Linked DNA regions of Rattus norvegicus: region 1 is linked to region 2. The links are chromatin contacts, called in public Hi-C maps. All regions are on one chromosome and are shown on one strand. The core of a region is the stretch at or near the end of the contact, and the rest is flanking DNA. Distances in the headings are between cores, read along the strand shown. Region 1 holds the start of Ngf (nerve growth factor). Region 2 has its middle 40 kb from the start of Vangl1.

The links. A called contact is a pair of places that touch in the nucleus more often than the background predicts.
Region 1: a contact with region 2 is called in a Hi-C map of Schwann cells, with 6 times the contacts expected there. The contact joins the promoter of Ngf here to the enhancer-like site in region 2. A contact is called at or near these places in 5 of 12 Hi-C or Micro-C datasets (the A7r5 cell line, the Rat2 cell line, Schwann cells and 2 more).

Annotation. Positions count from the first base shown.
Region 1 is chr2:192,587,807-192,595,098 of GRCr8, reverse strand. It overlaps Ngf (nerve growth factor), which reads right to left and starts at 5,519. Exons shown (of 3, transcript NM_001277055.1): 1 at 5,487-5,519.
Region 2 is chr2:192,363,054-192,369,752 of GRCr8, reverse strand. No RefSeq gene overlaps it. Among named protein-coding and RNA genes, the nearest start is that of Vangl1, 40 kb to the right of the region's middle. Within about 2 kb of position 3,897, at least 7 of the 93 cell types and tissues checked have an H3K27ac peak or open chromatin away from gene starts, as enhancers often do.

The DNA of each region.
Region 1 (7,292 bases), core at 4,270-6,769, 220 kb before region 2:
ATGTGTACTTTGTACACAGAGGAGAAAACTGGTTCTTTGGGTCTCTGCTCTCCACAGCGTGCTGCCTCCTTCTTCCCCAATTTATTAGCTGTGCATCCTTTAGGCAATGAGAAACCAATATGACCTGACTTCTCTCTTCTTTGTGTGTGTGTGTGTGTGTGTGTGTGTGTGTGTGTGTGTGAGTGTGTGCGCGCGCACGCTCATGTGTGTGTATACACTGTATTATATATTATATATTATGTATGTTACATGCATTGTATATACATACTTTAAAAGTTTTTAAACTCACAATCAGGATGCAGATGGAACCTGTCTCTCCTGGCAACTCCCACTTGCCACAGAGGATTTAACGCATGGTTATTCATAACGATGAGGCAGTTCTTCTGTCTGCTGACCTCTCACTCAGGTCGACTCAGATCCAAAAATGGGGTACCATTTCACCAGACTGAACAGGGAAGAGCTGCAAGTCACCATCATGAGTAATGATGGCTGTAAACCACAGAACTGGCTGTAAACCACAGGACTGATGCGACACTTTCCCCTTCTCTCTCATGGGCAATGACTGAGTTCTTGCCTCCACCAGGAGGGACTGTTGTCCTTAGGAATAGCATGTAGAAAGCCAACCTTTACTATGGAAGGAACAGCCAAAGGAAACAGGAAAAACCATCCGTGGCCATGCATTAATATCCTCTCCCATTTCAATGACTTAGAGGTGAGCAGCGACTATGTGCTCCTATAATATCGTCCAAGAGAACAAATACCTTGTGGTTACTTGGAAACGATTCCAGTATCAGTGGGTTGTAACTGCACAGTATGGGCTAGCTTCTGTGCCAAACTTGGGCTGTGCATTCCAGTCAACTTCATAGCCAGACTCAGCCACTCATCAGGATTCCACCTGCAAAAGCCACCCAGGCTGTGCCAGAGCTTCTCAAGCTGCTAGATTACTGATGAGCTTTCACGGAAGCCCTGACTGTCTACCTCTGACTCACACCCCTACCAATAAAAAGACTTGCTGCACGTGCAAAAGGTTTGCCAAGGTCTTGGGCAATGCAGAAAGCATTGTAGCCAACCCTACCTGACAGATTTTATCAACAGATCCGTCTCATTTGTAATCCCTTTAAATCTCCCTTATCCTTCTCCCCACTGTGTGTGTGTGTGTGTGTGTGTGTGTGTGTGTGTGTGTGTGTGTGTGTGTGTACATGTGTGGGCACACACACAGGTGCTTGTACATGTGTAATGTTGGGCATTTTCCTCTTCCCTCTTTACCTTTTTTTTTTTTTTGAAACAGGGTGTCTCACTGAACTTGGAGGTCACTATTTTTGGCTAGACCAAACCAGCCAGCAAGTTCCAAGGAGCCTCTTGTTTCTGCCTCCCTGGTGCTAGAACTCCAGGCTCATGTTATCACCCCTGGCTTTTTAGATGCCAGGTGCTTTATAGGTGCTTGAGATTTGAACTTTGGTCTTCATACTTGCACAGCAAGCATTTTATCACCTGAACCACCCATCTCCTTCCTGGTTCTTCTCCTTTTTCCTTTGATTTCATTAAGAATCAACTCTGAAATCTAAGCACCCTCCATTATTTTTTCTTCTATTTCTACTAAACTGAGGATAAATAGAAAATGTGTGTTCCAATACAATCTACAAGAATATTATTTTTAGTCCACTTTTTTTTTTTTGTGCCATGATGAAGCCTTGGTGAGGATAATATGAGCTCTTCCATTTAGGAATGGTCACTGGTGCCTCAGGCAGCATGGCTGGTTTATTCTTTCAAATGCCTAGTTGTATTAATTTGATATCAACATGTGCTCATGCTGAATCAAGTGTTGTCGGTGCCAGGGGTGAAGGGATGAGGCTTCCTGCTTTAGGGAGGGCACCTCCTATTGCCAAAGATAATCCCTTCAACAAGTAAGAGGAGGATTTTCCTGGGAACTCCCCAGCAGTCAGTCAGTCTGCCTGTGCTTTCAACAGCATATGGCTGAGGAAGAAGTTGCCACGTTCTGCTCCCCTCTCTCCCTCCTCCACTCTTTCTGCTCTTCTTTTCCTGCGAGTCATTTGCAATGAAATTCCAGTCATGGAAGACAGAGGGTGACACCTGGCAGGATCACAGCACTGAGGTTCCCTTGATGGAAACACTGAGTCTGCTATGCTGATGCTCTTAGGACAAAGACTAGAGCTCCTAAGGTCCCAGCTCTATGGCTGTATCACAGATGACGCAACAGAACGAAGAATGACCTTTATTGATGGTTGCCGAGCGAATTCTTAACTGGAAGAACCATTTACGCACGGAGCCAACCTCAGTTGCCACCTTGACCTCCGACATTTAGTAGGTAAGGCTGGGACACTGGACTTCCTGTGTGACTAGAGTGGTCCCACGTAACCAAGAATTGCCCTGATGTGTCGATGGCTCCATTCACAAATGCTACCATGCAATACACTACTCGGATTCCAGGAGGTTAATGACTAGTTCCCAGCCACAGACTGATGCTGTTCCTTTCTTAGAACTGAGAAACCACCATCGGAAGATTACTCAAAATACAGGAGAAAGTAACTAAGAGGTAGTCTCCACTTTTCTATTTGATTCTCCCTCTGTCACACTCCAAGGCCAGTGGGTCTACAGAGATTCCTCAAACATGTTATAGAGTTCATAGAGGAGCAAAGAAAACATGACCTCAAGCAGTGCCTTCTGTGATGGGATCTCACTTTTCTAGTCCTATCTAAACTTTGTGACTGAAGGTCAAATAGGAGCATCTCCATGTTATGCACACCTGCAGGAGAGCCAGTGATCCCAAAGCCTCAGTTTCCCTATTTTGTAAATGGTCTCAGGGTCACCTTAGTCTCACTATTTAGAATCAGGAATCACAGCCATAGCCCCACTGTCAAGATGCAAACATCCCAGGAAAGGGTTAGGAAGGGTCCTTCTTTCCTCTTTATTTATCTGACTGACGTCACTCTGACACAACACTAATTCCCTCAGAGTTAATCTTAGAACTGGCTAAGCTTGAGAGCAACAGTACACAAGGTCAGACATGCCAGTCAAATGGAGAAAAGAGACGCTTTCTGAACACATGGGTCCTTTGCCCCTCAGACAACCAGAGCCTTTGTATACATCCTCAGCAAACCTACTTCCTGACACTGGGAGGCCTGCTCAGCTACTGAGGTGTCTGGAAGTTCTTGTTAGGAGAAGGCAAATGGCCAGCTCTCTGCTCAGTCTGTTCCTGCTGTGTGGGGTCTAGGCACAGCTTGGTGGCATGCCTAGGCTGTGTTTTCTGCAGTTCTGAGGCCCTGTGCTCCACAAGTGAGCAGCTGTCATGCACAGCACTCATTTAGAAGTGTGTGATTTTCTCATCAGCTGAATCTCAGTAACGATGAGAAACTTCCCTGGGGCTCCAGCCCTGCCCTGCCCTGCCCTAGTCTCCAGGCTGATGTTGGCAGCTGGGGCCCCCTTTCTGGTCCCAGCACAGAATTCTCCCTGGAGGAGAATGAAGTGTGGTGCCTCATCCGTTCCTCCCACTGCCCTCAGGGGGCGGGGGCTGTAAGGTAGCTGAGAGGGGAAAGTGAGAGCCCATTCCTTGCTAAAGTTTAAAAGGAAAGAATTCAGAGCCACCAGCATCGGGATGGCTGTCCTAAAGAAACTCAGTTCTCCAAACTTTCTCATAGGCCTGGGCTGCTTCAGGTGGCTATCCAGGCATGACAGTGATTTTGGCTGACTGTAAAACCTTCTGAGTCACTGCTACAGTCTGTCAAAGCATGTGCCTCATGCCACAGACCCTGACCTCCTATACATGGCACCCTTAACGTTTTCTCTTGATGAGGGAGAGTACAGAGATGGGACAATAACCCCATCCTCCTTCAACAACCCAGCACAAGGACAGTCAAGTCTTCTGCATGTCAGTACCAGACCATGCTGGCCTCATCCCCCAGACCATGCTTTCCTCCAGCTGCTTGTCCCCTGTCAACCTCTGGGAATACCATCTATGATGACTTAGTATTCAGGTTGCCAGGCTGACACATGGCTTACTCAACAGATGAAAACAATCCGACCGAATGTGGCCCGCGACTCTGCAGAGAGGGAAAGTTTCATTGGGTAGGGAACTGTAACACTGGTCAAGAAGGGTGGTAGGGGCTGACCGTACTGCCCTCTGTACTGCTGGGAGAAGGAGAGACAGCCATTCTCATCAGTTATAACTGACAGTTTCAGGAGTTCGAGACCCTGAAGAGAAGTTATTGATGGGACCTCTATGGCTGGTTCTGAGCTTTCAAAGTTCAGCTGACCCTGCCTATGGGGAGAGTGGACTGGTACTGCCAGAGAGAGTACTCAGGGAGAATGGACGGCAACACATCAAGTGCCTTTTCTCCAGGGTTTCCACTGGCCTCCTGTGATAGCTGGGGCAGAGGCACCCAGGAGAGCAGTATTTTTGGTCTGCAGCTGGGAACGTGCACTGAGTTTTCCTTAATACCCACAGCACCCAAAAGACTTTGCTGTAATACACTTTAACGCATGAAACACCCATAAATTATCCTTCAAACTGCTACAACTTCCAGCCTGGAACAACTTGGAAAAACCAGCCTAACAAGCAGGCTCTTCTTAAATCTCTGAAGTAAACCTGATGAGAAAGGTCAAGCCAAAAACCACCTTCCTTATGAATCTCAGAAAGTTTTAGAAAAGCAAGAGCATTGTAATCAAACGGGGCTAACTAAGCCCTATGTTTATGTTGGCTTCAAGTTGCAACACCCTGACCCCAGAGTCCTCTCTCCCTTCCCTTCAGCTTCTCTGCCTGAACCCAAGAGCGCCCGCTGCCCTTCCCAGTCCCGGGTGCCAGCCTCTGCCACACCTGGCAGCAGACAGCTGAATGTACTGGCTGACCCAAGCAGTAAGGCTATACGTTGAGATGCCCAGCAGGCCCCACCGAGGGCCTCTGTGCTCGTCACTTGGAACCCAACCTTCCAGAATCAACCCTTGGCACCCACTCTGGGCCCTGCTACAAACACTGAGCCCAGTGTGACCGCGGCGACTGGTCCTCTTACCTAGGGGCAGCGTGGCACTCTCGGGACTCTGAGCACTCCCCAGCCGACGTGCTGTGCACTCGCCCTCCACCGCGCGGGCTACTGCTCCGCCACCCTAGCGCGCTCGCAGCGCGCGCGCATCCCTCACTCCAGGCTCTCTTGAGCGCTGTCCCCTTCTAGCCCGAGAGCTCAGGCTGGGCAGTGCAGCTTCTGCAGGCGCCAGTGTTGACTTTGGGACTCCTGGTCATCCTGGGACAGGGAATTTCACGACCAGAGAGACCCTCACTCCCTTTTCCTCCCTTGCGTGCCCGCGATCTCGTGTTCCTTCATCTACTCGGGACACTTCTTTCAAGGGTGCGTTTCGACCTACAAAAATCTCGCCAGACAGAGAACCAAGCACACCGTCCCTGGGAGCCCAGCAACCCCAGTCCGCCGCACCGCGCTGCACCCTTATGGGGCTCGGCTCAGAGCAGCCTGACTCACCGATGCGCTCCCCTTCGGCTCCAGGCGCTCTCTGCCGCGCTGGAGCACAGAGCTTCTTTAACAGGCTTCCTGGATGTATTTAGCCCCTCCTCCAGGCTCGAGTCACACCCTCTTCAAATCCTGCCCCCCACCCACCCGACCCCTCCCTCTCTGGTCAATCCTCATCCCAGCCGGGCACCTGCTGTGACTGGACCCAGGGGGTCCGGGTTGTAGGGGTCCTGGGACACGGGATGGATAGCTCCAGGAGAGCCTGTGGAACCTAGCCAGGAAAAGCTAATCAGAGAAGAACTCAAAACCCCAGGTTTAGATGGAAATACATGTGGTGGGGGGTGGGGGGTCCCAGATCTAGAGAGGACTTCTAGGGCAGCAGGCAAGGTAGCTGGCTCCAGATACCAATGGACAGACTGGCCAAGCAGGAGTTGATTGGCTGTGTCCCTTTACCTCCTGCCCTGTCTTACTGCCTTGCTAGCTTCCTAGGGGTGACTTATTCTCCTTTGGTGGCCAGGACATCAGGTGTTACTATCCCTGTAAATCTGAGAGCTGAAGGAACACACCCAGGAAGCTCCTGGATTGGCCAGTGCCAGGGGTTGCTCTGAAACCAGGCAAAGGCAAAATTAACTAAAATGTCCAGACAGTGGATCTGCCTGGGATCTAAGGAACAGGGTCTTTGGTGTCCAGAGTACCCCCAACTCCCACTCCTGCCGCCAGTCTTAAGGCTTGGGACTGCAGGAGCCTCCCAGGAGATCCGGCCCCTTGGATGTTGAAGATGGAGCTGTGTCTGTGTGCCCTTCCTACATTTGTCAGGATCTGGAGTCCCAGGGTTTCTGTCAGTTTTTAAGTCACACCCAGTAGAAGGCCAAGCCTTCTGTCCCACCATAGGCTGCTCCTCAATTCCCTTTCATCCCTTTTGTCTACTTACTTACTTGCTGTGGGGTCCCCAGCTGGACCTCCAGAATTTCTTGGACCTGATAGATTCAGGAGCGGATGGGGCCATTGCCTGTTTCCCTAGGGTGTTTCCACCTCAGCCTCAAACCAACAAGGCAGAAATAAAACTCAAGGCAGATTTTTCACCAAATGTACAGGAACAATTGTAATCAAGTTCTATGGACTTTTGACACACACACACACACACACACGCACACACACACCCCTGTGTAAAATGATTTTCTTCCTTTGGAATGACATGTTATATGCCCCACCCCTACCCCGGTGAATGCCACAGGAAGGAATGGATACAGGAGAGTGAGTGACAGAGGGAGGGTGAGGTACTAAGTCTCCCTACTGCCGGTGACACCAGTAGTACAGGCAAGATCATGTTCCCTGAAGTTGGGATGGAGTGAGGCCCAGGTGTCCTTTTTCCCTATTGAAGGTCACTGGGGAAGGAGAGGATCTATTGATGTATTTGCAGCCCTCTGGATTTCATCTTCTCTCTGACTTTGACTTTGTCCCCATGCCTACCATCATTCCATTTCCAGGCACTCTGAGGAGGATGAAGGAAGAAAAAAGTGAGGTTTTTTTTTTTTTTGTTGTTGTTGTTGTTGTTTTGTTTTGTTTTGTTTTGTTTTGTTTGCTACATGCTCTGTGTGTCCAGACCTGGGCTGGTAGATAAGCACATTTCAGGAGGGAAGGTGAGAGGCCGGGGCACCAGAATGGCGGAAAGCAGACCATCATCCCCATGATGGTCTATCAGAAAACTCATCATTGTTAATTAAACAATGAACAGTTGCCAGACAACATGATAAATTTCTCCATTAACCATTTCACCCATAAGACTGTATTTTGTGTTTAAGCACAAGTCCAAATAGT
Region 2 (6,699 bases), core at 2,648-5,147:
TGGGAGGGGCTGTAGGCCGGAAGTCTCCTTGTGCCCAGGGTGATTTTATCTTAGGTAGGTGTGACCTGACAGCGGGAAAAACTCCAATGGATTCCTGTCTCTTGATGGTTCAGCCTCATTTTAGAGAAGGATAAAGGCTTACTGGGATCATTAGAAAGACACATTGTAAACATTCCGCCTAATGCTTTTAACACGCGCAGGAGTGTGACTGAATACTTGCCTTGGTGTTGGAGGGTGCACAGCGCTCCTGCTCCAGGCTCTCGGGCAGTGGAGGCTGAGCCCACATGCTTCACTTTCTTCTGAGATTCCCACAGACATTCTGTGCTAGTAGGGAATCTGTGTGTGTGTGTGTGTGTGTGTGTGTGTGTGTGTGTGTGTGTGTGTGTGTGTGTGTGGTCCAGCAACTGTGGACAACAGCAGAAGTGCAGCGGCTGTGGAAGCCCATGCTTCGGCTGCCCCTGTAAGATAGAATATCTGATCTCCTGCTCTGGGAGTGGGGAGACTGGAGGGCAGGGCACTTCCTCACCAGCCCTGCCAGCCTTGGAGTCACATCAGTCCTCACCGATGTGCAAAGGCAAATGGTTTGTTTTGGTTTTGTTTTTGTTTTTGCTTTGACCCTAAAACCACAGCCAAGCGACCCCACTGCAAGGAGGCTCTGTGCATCAAGAGGATTGCCATGCCCCATCTCCCCTAAATGATATATTTGATAGGCCCTGGGAAAAGGATGGGCTGCGGTGACCAGTGGGACAGACAGAGCAATAAAGAAACAATGTCATGGCTTTGAGGCTCCCTGTCTCTGGAATAGCGGAAGTGAGGCCCCCACAGTATTAAGCTTGAAGAGCAAGGACAGAGGTCCGGTCTCCTTGCTTCCTGGACTGTCTTCTTGCAGGTTGCAGAGCCAGGCAGAGGAAGAGAAAAGACTTGGAGAGAGGAGAAGATGGGGAGGGGGGCAGGGGGGATAAGAATTGACTGCTTTTCCTTCACTATAAGACGTTGTTATCCCTGGGTCAAAAATAACCAAATATTAGCAATTTCAACCCGATATGTGCTGCCACACTCTCTTGGAGCCTGTACACGCACTGAAGACACGAGTTGTAACTCCCATCACACTCTCTTGGAGTCCAACAAACACCAGAGACGCAAGTTGTAACCCCCATTAAGGCACCTAACCTAAGTGTCTGTGGTGGGCTCTGATCCCTGTGGCTCTTAAGTCTCAATGCTTGCCCCACGTCATGATGGTAATATGTGAAGTCCTGAAAGTGTGTTGCTTGTGGTCCCCACATCCTGGGCTGGTCATTCTTTGTTCTTCCACTGTGGTGGACTAAGAAGTGCCTGGGGCATTGTGAGTCACTCCCATGGGTGTGTCTCTGAGGGATTTCCCAAAGAGGATTAACCTCCCCTGAGAGTGAGTGACAACACCACTGACTAAAACAGGAGGGCGAGGAGCCAACCGAAGACACCCATTGCTCCTTGCTTCCCAACTGAGGACCCTGCACAGCCTTTCTCAACGTGATGGACTGGATCCCCTCAAACCATGAGCCAAAATAAACTGTGCCTCTTTAAAGTTGCTTCTTTTAAGGTATTTGGAAACGAGCCCGTCACCTCTGATCAATACATCCAACAGTCTTGTCTGGTTTGGGGGATTTGGGGTTTTTTGTTTGTTGGTTGGTTGATTGGTTGGTTTGTATTACTTTTTTTTAATTTTATTTTATTTTATTTTCTGCCCAGCTCTGACTGAAGCTCATCAGGGGTCTACCCTGCTCTCTGGTTTTCCAGAGGCTCCAGGTGAGACAGCAGAAAGCAGGCATGGTCAGAAGACGTGAGAGGAAGCCATGGGAAAAGGGCTTACTGCCCTGCTTCTGGCCAGGCCCCATGCTCTCTTACAGCTGTGGCCTTCCCAACACACACACCGGCTGTTCCCCTCACCTCACCTTTGTTCTGGAGACTCTGCTATAATATGGATATGGTTGGAGAGTGTCCTCTAAATGTCTATGTGCTAGAAGCTTGGACCTGGTGTGCTAATAGTGAGAGGCGGGGGAATCTTTATGACGTACTAACCACAGGGATTAAGGCTGGAGTGGAGGAGTAGATTCAGTCTCATCAGAGTGTTATAAAGCACGTTCGCAGCATCCCCTCCCCACACTGTGATCAGTCCTTCCGAACACTTCTGCCATAAGGCAATGGTGTAACCAGAAGGCCCCCCTCAGATGCAGAGATGCTGGCACTAATGTCTTGGATCTCCAAAACTGTGTGATGGAGAAACCTCTCTCTATAATAAAGTACCCACCCTCTGGTATTTTGCTATGACAACAGAAAGTGGATCAAGGCTGACAGTAATTGTTTCTTCTGTTATTAACATCACCATGAATCATTACCTATTGGTTTCTCTGATCTTGTCCACTCTCTATCCTTTATGATCCGATGCAACTCAACCTAGGTAACCCTTGTCTCTCATGGGGTTCATGCTCCCTACACTGCCCAGCTTGCTCTTTCCTCAGTTTGAGATACCCTGGTCTTCTTCACTCCCAGCCCCTTCCATCAATTCTCTGACGTGAGGAGTTCCAGAAAGCTTTTCTTCCAGGAATAATGTCAGCAGTACAGACATTAAGCCAAAAGTGAGAGTTATCGATGCTGGGCTAAAGGGTAAGATTTGAAGAGCAGTGCATTAAGACTTAAGGGCTGGGGCTAGAGAAAGGACTCGGCAGGTAAGGAAGCTTTGCACTTGCGTGGGACCTGAGCTCTGCTCTCAGCACCCACATGGCAACTCCCAACTGTCTAAAACTCTAGTTCCAGAGGATCTGACCCCTTCTTCTGGCTTCTTGGGGAACTGAACATGCATGGCGTGTATACATACATGCAAGAAAAGCACTCATGTGCACAGAGTTTAAAAATATCTAATCTTTAAAAATACAATAACCGAAAACATACACCAAAGGGGGTGGGGTGGAGATGACAGAGACACGGGTGGGTGAAAGTGAAAGCTGCAGAAATGCCTTGAGTGTAAAACTCGGACCCTGAGGGTGAAGGTAGAGTACAGAGATGTGTGGTTCCTGCCTCTACAAGAAGCAAGGGAGAATGCATGGACCTGGATACAGGGAATAATAGGAACCCAGATGCTGGAGCCTGGATGCTGGGGCCCAGTGCGGCACCAGCAATTCTCCTAGGAAAGGAAGAAGGATGGCGTGTATTGGTTGCTTTTTGTTGCTGAGATAAAACATCACGACTAAGAGCAACTTACGGAAGAAAGAGTTTATTTGGTCTCAGGGACCACAGAGAGAGTCCATATTGGTAGGATGGGCATGTCAGCAGCCGGCTGGAGCAGGAAGCTGAGACATCACATCTTACCTGCAAACATGAAGCAGAGTGAACGGGAAATAGGGCAAGGCTAAAAACTCTCAAAACAGCCTCCAGCAGGGCTCCCCTGACCTAAACCTCCTCCAATCTGCACCACTAACTGGGGACCAAGTGGGCCAATGGAGGGACATAGCTCATTCAAACCACATAGAGGGGCTGCTTCTGGAGAAGAGTAAACAGGGAGGGATACCTGGCTCTGTGGGGATGGGGCATCAATGTACTTGTGTCTGGCTCTGTTGGAGAGAAGTGAACACTGACCAGGAGGAACTGTGGTTTGGAAGGGAGTAGTCCTCTGGGTTCCCCACAGCTCTGCCTCTGACTAAGTCTTCAGTGTTTCGTAGGACTCTTCCCACAACTGCCAGCTGGACTAAAGAGTGGTTCCACATGGTCACTCAGAAGAGAATATTCCTCACCTGCCTGTGCCAATAGCCTTAGCCTCTTCCAGGGAGGCTTTTCACAGCAGACTGATGGCAGGGTGACTAAACGCTGGGCTTAGCTCGGTCTTTCCCTACTAAGAGAAGCAGGCAGAGACTCCCTAAGGCTGAGGAAGCAGACAGCTAATTCTAGCCTGTGCTTATGGTGCCATCTGGTGTAAAAGCCATGCCACTGCTTGGCCTGATGGCTGTCACAGAAACATCAATGTGTGTGTGTGTGTGTGTGTGTGTGTGTGTGTGTGTGTGTGTGTGTGTGAAGACTGCCTGAGATGCTTGCTAGAATGAGCTGAGCTTCGGATCAGGGCTTTTAACTGCATGATGTGGAATCTAAGTGTGTGGTTCTTCAAACATACAAGTGCTAAGGATCAAACCTAGGGCCTTGTGCACACTCATCAAGTGCTGTTCCATTGAACCACACAAAGCTCCGATGTGTTTTTCTAGAAAATATCTCAGGTCTCAGGATCATATGACAAGGACCACAAATGAAGGATTACCTCTCCTAAATGAACTGTTCTGATACACGTCACAAAATTCAGCTGATTTTGAGACACATGGTGACTGTTTCTACATCTGTATCTTTAGGGGGGAAAAATTCTCCTGAATTTGAGCTGAAATGATTAGACTCCAGAAATCCATGCACAAATTAACATAGCCATTTCTGAATTTTTAATCTCAGGATCTCAGCCCTAATGCCTACAGAAGCCTTGTACTGACTAGGGTTCTCTAAAATGAACCAAATCAATGTCATAGGCATAGGAATAGATTTGCTACAAAGCTATGGCTCACTAATATGGAGAGACTGATGGACTAAAGCCACGGTCAATGTGCTCACATCAGGCTCAGTGCTAGAAACACAGGCAACTGTGCCAGAGATGGGATGGGAGCACGAGGATGAGTGCTCCGAGTGCCTGGTGCTCTGTGGGAGGACTAACACTAGTGGTGAAAATTTCTTTCTAATGGTTTGGTTTTTTTCAAGACAAGGTTTCTCTGTATAGCATTGGCTGTCCAGGAATTTGCTCTGTAGAGAGACTGGCCTCAAACTCAGAGATCCACTTTCCTTTGCCTCATGGGTGCTGGGAATAAAGGCATGTACCACCACTATCAGGCTCCTTTCTGATGTTTTTATTAGTACGTATTAATCATAAAGAAGAGTGGGTGAAGTGACATGGTCATACTGGTCTATTGTGTTTCTTCTATCACAGTCACCCAAATCCCCATTGACCTCATTCATTCTTTTCCAGCTCCCCTAGTCTCTCTCTTCATTCTGTCCAGCCCACTTCTGCTTTCCTATTTTAATACTGGGGACACATTGTGCCATGGCATGATTGTGGAGGTCAGAGGACAACCACAGGTCACTCCTTGCCCTTCAACTTGTTTGTAAGGAATCCCTCAGCCTAGCTCCAAGCTTTGGGGGCACTATCCTGTCTCTCCATCTCCCACCTTGCCATAGGAGTGCTGGGTCACATGTGTGTACCACTGTGTCCAGCTTCTCTACCTCCAAACCTCTGGTGGCGGGGTTTGTACACAGACCACTGAACCATCTCCAACACCGTTCCCTTCCCCCTTTTACTTTGGTGTTTGGGTGTCCGTGTCTGTATCTGTGTCCGTGACTGGGAGGGGGTGGGCAGGGAAAGAGGAGGAGGGAGGGAGAGAGAGAGAAAACCCTGAGCTTCTAGGGTTGTTTGCAGGAGCATGAGTAAACTATTAAATGAGGAAAAACTCTGAACAACTTTGACACTAGCAAGGTGGGAAAATACAGCAAGATGGTGTTTAACACAAAGGAGGACAAGAAAGAAGGAAAATAATAGAAAAGAAAATACACAGTAGGGGGCTAGAGATGTGGCTCAGTGGTTAAGAGCATGGACTGCTCTTCCAGAGGTCCTGAGTTCAAATCCCAGCAACTACATGGTGGCTCACAACCATCTGTAATGAGGGCTGAGGCCCTCTTCTGGTGTGTCTGAAGACAGCTACAGTGCACTCATATATAATAAATAAATAAATCTAAAAAAAAAGAAAGAAAAGAAAATACACAGTAACAGTAATGATGATGCCTGTAATGCCTTTAAAGCTCTCATTATAAGGCCAGGAACGTCAGACTAGTCTTGACTGCTTGTTTGTTGGTTTATTTGTTCTTATTCATGTAGGTGTCTTTTCAAAAACAGGTAAGCACTAAGGAAATAGTGAATGAAAAAGCAGGAAAAGAGTATTCCAGACAAGCCTGGAGACCCAAGTTCGATTCTTAGAACCCACATAAAGGTGAAAAGAGAGAACCAGCTCCACAAAGTTGCCCTGTGCCCTCCACATGTGCACTGTGGCATGTGCTCACACCCCTGACCCTCACATACACATCATACACACACACACACACACACACACACACACTGATAACACTAAATTCTATTTTAAAATACTCCAGACAAATGTTCAACAACTGGAAGTGTGTAATGATATATTAAAATCATCAAAATAGACTTTAAGGCCCATGGAGTTGTTCGAGCTAAAGAGACTCCTTATGAAGATGAAAGATCTCTTCTACCTGGAAAATCAGCATTTCTAGGTTTTCATGTTCCTAGCAGATCCTATGTAAAACAAATTAACCGACAGAGAAACAGTCACCAGTCTTCATTTTATCACCCTAGAAATGACCAAAACAATGAAGGGAAATCGGTAAGATTTGAAAGTCATAGTTATCTAATGAGCACACGAGGAATTTTGTGTCTAACAATGAGAGAAGACACATTTTCCTCAAGCACATATTGAGTTAATTTTTAAACATAACAGCCTTAAAATACATAGATGAAAATTTTAGCAACATGCTTTTTATTGATTCTCTGTGAGTTTCACATCGTAGACCCCAGTCCCATTCATCTGCCAGTAAGCTCATAGCTGTCCTTTGTAAAACACCCTACCC